Linked DNA regions of Mus musculus: region 1 is linked to region 2. The links are chromatin contacts, called in public HiChIP or PLAC-seq maps. All regions are on one chromosome and are shown on one strand. The core of a region is the stretch at or near the end of the contact, and the rest is flanking DNA. Distances in the headings are between cores, read along the strand shown.

Evidence for each region. HiChIP or PLAC-seq counts read pairs in DNA pulled down with a chosen protein or histone mark.
Region 1: a contact with region 2 is called in a FOXA1 HiChIP or PLAC-seq map of pancreatic cancer cells. The contact joins two enhancer-like sites. A contact is called at or near these places in 2 of 115 datasets of contacts at active chromatin or transcription factors (memory CD8 T cells and pancreatic cancer cells).

The regions. Positions count from the first base shown.
Region 1 is chr13:96,960,408-96,964,715 of GRCm38.p6, forward strand. No RefSeq gene overlaps it. Among named protein-coding and RNA genes, the nearest start is that of Gm41027, 21 kb to the right of the region's middle. Within about 2 kb of position 2,599, at least 20 of the 459 cell types and tissues checked have an H3K27ac peak or open chromatin away from gene starts, as enhancers often do. A contact at or near this core is called in pancreatic cancer cells, where this site is marked.
Region 2 is chr13:96,531,935-96,536,045 of GRCm38.p6, forward strand. The region is part of intron 1 of Polk (polymerase (DNA directed), kappa); the gene reads right to left. Among named protein-coding and RNA genes, the nearest start is that of Polk, 8.6 kb to the right of the region's middle. Within about 2 kb of position 1,992, at least 63 of the 459 cell types and tissues checked have an H3K27ac peak or open chromatin away from gene starts, as enhancers often do. A contact at or near this core is called in pancreatic cancer cells, where this site is marked.

The sequences.
Region 1 (4,308 bases), core at 1,349-3,848, 430 kb after region 2:
CTCTTATTTGTCTTGATTCCCTCTGTATGAAGCAAGCCTCTAACTGCAATTGTATTTCTGAAGTGTGTTTTCTTAAGAGAAATCTTCAGACTGGTTACTAAGAATTTCCCAGCATCCTGGACAAGTGGTGTTTTCCCCTGTAAATGACTAATTGGCCTTCTGGTACAATTCCACAAGCTCACACGCAGTTCTAGACTTCAGTGAGTCCAGCATCCCTTGTCACTCATCCAGATCTACAGGGTGGAAAGACAATACTGTGGACCTGGATGACCCTGTAATGTCTGAGCCCTTTGGGGTCAGAGCACATGGATGGTTACATTGCATCCCGTGGGAGATAGGGAGGGTGTTTGGTGTCTGTGACCTTAAATTTCTAGGCCTTTTTACCTTTTTAATGCATGAATAAAAACAAATAGGTACAAGACTAAAAAATGCTATTGCCCAAAGACCTTCTACAACCCACTTTAAATCCTCTTCACTGTGTTTTGGATCTGTTAGTTTTTAAAGGGTTGTTCTGGGTAATGGTGGGGACTGAACCATCATCCATTTGTGGCATCTGCACCCTTCATGTTTAATTTACTACTTCTAAATAACATGTTAAACAAAACTCTTTACACTATAGTACTATCAATGAGACAATTCTCCTTCCGCATGTCTGTGAAGGATTGACTCCAGCCACCCCCAGAAACACCAAATTCTGCACATAGTAAGTCCCTTCCATAAAATGGTGAAATATATGGATTGAAATGACAGTTATCTTCTTAGATGTGTTAAGTATTCTATGGATGGCACATATAAGATACAATGGAGGTGCTATTTAAATAGTTGCTACATTGTATTAGGATATAATTTTAAGAAAAACATGTCTATAGCATATATATATATATATATATATATATACCATTTTAGAACATATTTTTAAACTGTGGCTGGCTGAATCCTGAAAGGAAGAAACCACAGATACAACAGGCCAGTGTAGTTCCTTTGATCCTCTCTGGAAGCCATGCTTGGAGTCTGATTGTTCTGTGCTTGCTGCATCGCTATAACTGTACAGGCTCCCTATAGCATGGATGAGTCTTCCTACAGCCTCTTGTTTGAGATTTCTCACGTTCCTCCAGGCTCTGTGGTTTCCACGGGAGTTGCCTCTGATTTGTTGAACGTGTTCTCTTTCGTGAGGAAGAGCAGATGGAAGGGAGAGCTGCTGCTACTTTGAGCATCTCACGCTGATTCCACTGTGCCCTCCCATTTGGTTGACAGCTTTTCTGGGTTTGCAGTTCTTGCATAGTGAAAACTATGTTCCCCTGGGAGTTGTAGGCATTCAGCATTGTCCTGTGACTTCCTATGTTGTGATGACAATTCCTGGCTTTTATTTTGTTTTATAAATGCTTTGCCTGCATGCATGTCTGTATACCATTTGTGTGCCTGGGGCTTGTGGAGGCCAGAAGAGGGTATTGGATCCCCAAGAACTGGACCTGGAACAGTTGTGAGAAATCACATGAGTTCTGGAAATGGAATCCTAGTCCTCTACAAGAGCAGCCAGTGCTCTGAACAGCTGAGTCATCAATTTTAGCCCCTTCCTGATTTTTTTTTTTATCATTTTGAGGTCTTATCCTTAATCCAGCCATTCTAAAATGCTGTCATGATGCATCTTGCGTGGATCTTTTTCTTTCGATTTCTAGAGCTTAACAGTCAGTGATTCTTTCAATTATATAGGTTCATCTGAGCCTCCGTTTGGTAAATTTTATTTTCTTTTACATGGTATCTTTTTAAATAGATACTTTAAATAGAGCATATATATATATATATATATATATATATATATATATATATATACTCTATTTGCATGTGTGCTTACATGACAGAAGAAAGCATCAGATCTCAGTGTAGATGCTTTTGAGTCACAAAAACCACACATCTTAATAACTTAATGACATCAAAGAATAATGATCTAATGATCCAAAGAAATTTTTAAATATTTTGAGCTAAATGAAGACACAATTTGCTAAAATTTGTGGCAGAAGAAGTGGTTAAAGACTGGTGCGAAATGCACGTGTTAGAACAGATCAGGCATCTTGGGGAACTAGAAGCTGAAGAGCAAATTAGATCCAAAGCAAGGAGACAAGGAATAAGAATTAAAGCAAAAAACGGGTGAAATTAAAGACAATCCAAAAGAAATGGACCAGTTTTTTTGAAAGAAAAATCTGCCCAAACTCATCAATACTCAGTATATTTTGTTCTCCTATAAGACTACAAAGATAGCTAACATACTATGTTGTTTTAACCAGAAAGAAATATTCAATGCATTATCTTCTTGTTAGAAATATGTTATAGGCGTCTGAATATCTGAGAGAATGCCCACCCTGGGCTACTCTCCATGGTCCTACCTTTGGGTTTTTTTTTTACTCATAAGTCTGAACAAAAGGCAAGGTTGCTGATCATTGTAGCCATGAACATCACACTAAAGAGCCCCTGGCAGAGAGTTAGAGTGAGACCTACCCGGAAGAGAGAGCACCTGCTTCTACCAGCCTGTGTCCTACCAGTCTGTATCCTGGTAACTCAGGGTGTACAGTCACCACTCTGGACTGCTCCCCACCCCACCCCCCAAACAAACAAGTAGTTCAAATAACTAGCTCCCAAACTATGACATCTACACCAATGTTGACTAAGAGCAAATAGACCCTGCTGTGAAAAATACCCAAGAGAAAGTTCAGTTTTAGCCCGTGTTTGTAGACGTTTCATTCCATGGCCAATCGGCTCCGTGATGTCTAGGGCTGTGGTGAGACAGAGAACCACAGCATAAACGGATGGTAGAAGAGAGTCATTTGCTCTATGGAGGCCAAGGGGCTGGCATGGGATATAGTCTTTGAAGACAACACCCCACACATCCTTAGTGACCTACTTCCTCCCCTATCTTCCAGTTTCTATGACCTACCAATAGACAACTTCATGTTTTAATCCATTTCTCCAATGGTGAGGCCATAGCCCTCACAATCCAAATCACTTCTCAACAACCGACCAGGTAGGAGCTAAGCCTTTAATACATGAGCCTTTTGGAGAACACATCACATCAAAAGCATAGCATCCCACAAAAGGAAGTAAAAATTTAATACACCGCTATGCCAGAATTGGAAGGAGGACTCAGCCTGGTTCTATGACAGCTACCTCCTTCACTGTAGGGTCTAGGAGGCGGTGACAATTGCTGACATGTTAGTACTTATATAGGGTTGGATAAATACTGCCATCCTCTTCTTGGGTACGACATCATCCTAGGACTAGAAAATAATGACATGCATCTTATGGCAGTTTCTAACCTCTGACATCTGTAGCTTGTTTTACTTAAATCCTCAGCCGAAACAAGAGATAATTATGTTTGATCTTAAGCCGTTTTGGAGTCCTGGGCTCTTCTTCCTTACCTGGCTAAAGTGAGTTCTAGATCCAGAAAAAAGTTCCGAGTCATGCAGATCGGATGCATATAGCCATGTATGTGAGCTTGGGTCTGCAGGTTCTAGTAGGTTGCAATGCACTGTTCATGAAGCAGGCTGCTTGCTGTTATGAGGGGGTGAATTATGTTCCCAGAAATAAAAGACCAAAATTGTATTCCTTAGAAACTCAAACTATGAACTCAATTGGAAATATGGTCCTTGTAAGTACAATTAGTTAAAACTCATTGCATTTGCATCTTTTCGGAGTCAAGAGACAAAGGGTACCACCCAGACTCAGGGGAGCCTGGCTCTCCTGGTGCTTTGTGATGGCAGTCTTCCAGGCTTCAAGACCATGGAAGAATATATTTCTTTTGTCTTGAGCTACCCAATAGCTCATGTTCTATTGGTAGCCCTAGGAATTTTGTATATATACCTGTAAAGAAAGTCAAATAAATCTGCCACCAGCTACCATATAATTAGACATCAGCACAGAGTTGGAGCCTGAGAGATGGTGAATCTAATTAAATCAGTGTTTAAATCTTCAAAGCTAGCCAATGAATTAAGAGGAAATATTTTATCTTCATATTATACTCCTGATGAATCCCTGTCATCAACCCAGCTGTATTTAAAACATAGAATTTTATTTCTTGGTGCTGCCTGATATTCTGACCAGCATGTATGTCAATACCTACTCTCAAAAATAAAATAAATAAATAAATAAATAAATAAATAAACACCAGAAACATAAAACCATACTACCCTCATATGGGACCTCTGCTCAGTGCTCCCACCAGGACTAACTTCAAGCCATTCCCGAGGACGCAAGTAGGACAAGGGCACAGTGACAGACTGTTAGAGTCAGTTTCTACCATATGGGTGGCCTTGGGGG
Region 2 (4,111 bases), core at 742-3,241:
ACGTATCAGTTCAAAAGTAAACTCCCGAGTCCAGTTTGTGCTTTTCAGTTTTGCTGATGAGCTGCACGCTTTGGAAAGGCTTCCTGGCTCTGTAACAGTGAAAACACACCCAGGAAGGAAGTAAACAGAGTCAGGAACACATAAAATTATGAAAAGCTAAATTTATGTTATGTGTGTGTGTGCATGTGCTCGCTCACTCGCTCGCCTGCATGTTTGTGTGTGCAGATGTACATTTGTGAGTATGTGGTGGCCAAAGAACCACCTCACGTATCATTCCACAGGCACCATCTGCCTTTGTGTGTGCGTGTGGTTGTGTATGTAGAGGTCAGACAACCACTCCTCAGGCACTCCCAGCATTTGCTTCAGAGTCTCTGCTTGGCCTAGAGCTTAGCCAAGCAGGCTAGACTAACTGGCCAGCAGGCCTCCCAGAACTGCATCTCATTACTGGATCTGGGCACTTGCCACGGTGCCTGGCAGTTCACACAGGTTCTGGGAATCTGAACTTAGGTCCTCACATGTATAAGGGAAACATTTTACCTACTGAGCCACCACCCAAGCCCCATCCACCTTTCGTTTGAGACAGGGTCTCTCACTGGCCCGGAACTCATCATCGATGGCCAGGCAATAAGCTCCAGCATTGATTCAGGCCTGGCTCCCCGCCCCCTCCCCCCCCCCTTAAAGATAGATTCTCAGGATCAAACTCAGATTTACTGATTGAGCTATCTCCCCAGTCAGCAAATGTGTATTTTCCAGAAGTTCACTATTTTGAGGATTGTTGACTCCAGGGAAGCTAGCATGAAGAGGCAGGCTGACAAGTTCTTGGCTACTAGATCATGGCAGCAAAAATATCTGTTCATATAAAGGAAATGCTGAGCAGATGAATTCTGTTTCATCTGAGATTTATGGTAAGGTACACAAATTCTAAGGGACGTGTACATATGTCCTTAGAGGAGGATAAAAAGAACGCCTCTCCTATAGAACACTTTCTGATATTGTACTGTTACAATATTTAATTTTACAATCTATAAATTTACTATTCAAATATAAAATGACAAAGGAAAGCTGGTGATGGGGCAGGGTTATGTTGCTAATGAGAAACTGAGTTATTATGCTATATTCTATGCTATTGGAAGGAAACAAATATCTACTAAACTCAAGACGTTCTATACAAGCTGTTCTTTTCTTGTTCTTTCATGACTCCGCCTTGCAGACCGTTCTGAGGCTGCTTCTGAGTCTAACCTTGACATGGCTCTCTGGTTTGCTGCAGTTGATTTCTAAGTTTTCCCATAGTGTATGGTAGAGGTGTCAAACTCCTTAACAACATAACCCTTCTCGAATGAGGGCTTAGCTCCAGCGTCAGACTGATGCTTTGTTTTCTAATGTGCAACGCTCTATAATTTCACGCATATCTACCATTACTGAGGGGATTTGCAGCCCCATCGGGGAGCAACAGTGTCAATAGGTCAGTCCACCCGGAGCTTGCCAGGACTGGACCACCAACCAAAGAGTACACATGGAGGGACCCATGGCTCCAGTTGCATACATGGCAGAAGAGAGCCTTGTTGGACATCAGTGCGGGGGGGGGGGGGGGGTTGGGGGGGGGCGGCCCTTAGGTTTGACAGGGTTCGATGCCCCAGTGTAGGGGAATGAAAGGGCAGGGAGGCAGAAATGGGTGTGTGGGTGGGGAAGCACCCTCATAGAGGCAGGGGGTGGGGGGATAGGATAGGGAGTTTCCAGAGGAAAGACCTTCCTGGGAGGGGATAATATTTGAAATGTAAATAAATAAAATAGCCAGTTAAAAAAATAACAGAAAACATACAACTCAGCACTACCTTCACTTCCTTTATGTTTAAATTCCTTAGCAATGTCTGGACAGGGTCAGCGAGATGGTTCCCTGGGGGGAAAGCACTTGCCACAGTCGCCTGGAGCCAGAGTGGAGGGAGAGCTGACTGTCCTCTGTGTAACAGAGGCCTTCCTTTGGAATGTTAGCATTTTCTCTGGGGACAAATTTTTCAGTCACTGTATTCAATGCTTTAGGGTATGAGTCAGTACCCCATCAGCTCTTCCATTGACTAATTCCAAAACCACAGCTCTCTCAGAAGGGTCACTTCATAAAAATCAGCACAGAAGGAAGTCTAAGGCAGGTGATAAAGTCACCTGAAAGATTAAAGCAAACTGCTAAGGAACCTAACACCTGGGAGATGCAAGCAGGAAGAAGGTTCAAGGCTAGCCTGGGCTACACAATAAGAGCCCCAAAACAAACAAGTTTTGTTTTTTTTTTTTTAAGAAGCAATATAAACATTTCAGAATAACAGATACTACTACTACTGATAACAATAATACATGTTAATAAAAGAATCCATCAATCTAAATGAAGTGTGGATTGTTAGATATAAAGGAAGAGCAAGAAATGTAAAAACTGGCAATGTCTATTTAAAAATGCCCACTTCTATACTACTAACCATTTAGTATCATAATTTCCTTTAGAGACAGAAATATGACATTGATGTTTGCAGTAAGGGCATGGAGACTAGCTTTGAGAGATAGGCTAGCAATCATCACAGGGCCTGGGAAACTGGAGGAAGGAGTGAGTCAGGGGCTCTTGGAATACCAAAGGGAGAACCAAGATGGAAATGAGAATCCTCCACAGGTGAGAGGTTAGGGACCCAGCTTTATGTTATGGCGCCCGATTTGCACACACAAGACTCTGAGCTCCATTCCCAGCACAGAAAACAATAAAAGACAAAACAACGAAACCCACCCAATTCGCCAGGCTAGAGGTTAGTGACTGAGTTACCGTCATGTCTGCCTGTTACAGTTTTCCCACCAACCTGTCATGGACAGGATGACCTCAGAGGGGCAACAGTGACTCCTAATATACAACACCTCAGACAACAGCAATGCAAGGAAAAAGGGAATTATGAGAGAAAGAAAGACCAGCACAGGCTAAAGAAAATTCCGTAGCTCTTGGGCTGTGGGATTATTCCTATGCTAAGATTAGAGACTATAATGGCCAATCATAAACGATAAAATGCTACTTCCAGTCATAAATTTTCTGTTCTGTATTGGCTGTTCTGGGTCACTGGAAGAGTGTGCTTATCAGTTACAAGTCCTTATAAATCCTCCTATTACAGATGACTGAGATTGGAGGTTCACACTGATTATGAGCCTGCCTACCTACGTGTTAACATCAAAGGCCAACTGGAAACCATTAGCTTGGAAGGCAGACATGCCAAATGAAGCAAAACTGTCTTTTTTGTGTGCTAATACAAATGATGAGCTAACATGTAAGAAACCCCTACATTGTGTCTACACTTACTTTTTGTGTTTGTAATCAACTTTTTTTTTTTTTTCCTTTTTCTCCAGACAGGGTTTCTCTGTGTAGCCTTGGCTGCCCTGGAAATCACTCCGTAGACCAGGCTGGCCTTGAATGTAATCAACTTTTGCGAGTATATTTACAAAAGTATGATATTCTTTATAATGTTACGAATATTAAAGATAAATTACATGGGAGTTTCTTGAAAGACCTTTATATTTTTGAAACTACAATTTCCATTACTAGAAATGTAGGCTGATGGATTCAGTACATTTTATATAAATTAATATCTACCTGGATACACTTATACATAGTTGTGCTTATAACAGCACAACTGAGATACATGCACAGGGAAGAAAAGTTATTATACCAATAGTGCTATTATGCAATTATTTATTAATATACATACAAAGTCATGGTTATTACAGATTAATCCAGCTACATTTAGTACTCAAGACTATTCACTTACTTGGAACCTAAGGCAAATCACCATAATGTCGGAAGGTTTCATGATTTTTAACGGGCCTGCGAAGAGCACTGACAGAGGCTACAAAGACCTATTAACCAGAATAGAGAAAAACGCAAAATAGTGCCGGTTACATTGGAAAGTCAGAGAAACTTGGAGTGGGAGTTCTGTAAATCTTAAATGTTTCTGAGTTTCGTGTTGGGCATCATAGCTCACAGGTGGCAGAGACAGAGGCAGAAAGATCTCTGTAAGTGTGAGGCCAGCCAGGAACACGGAGTGGAGCAGTCTCAGGAAATTCTTTTTTTTTTTCAGAATTTTATCTATAGGTC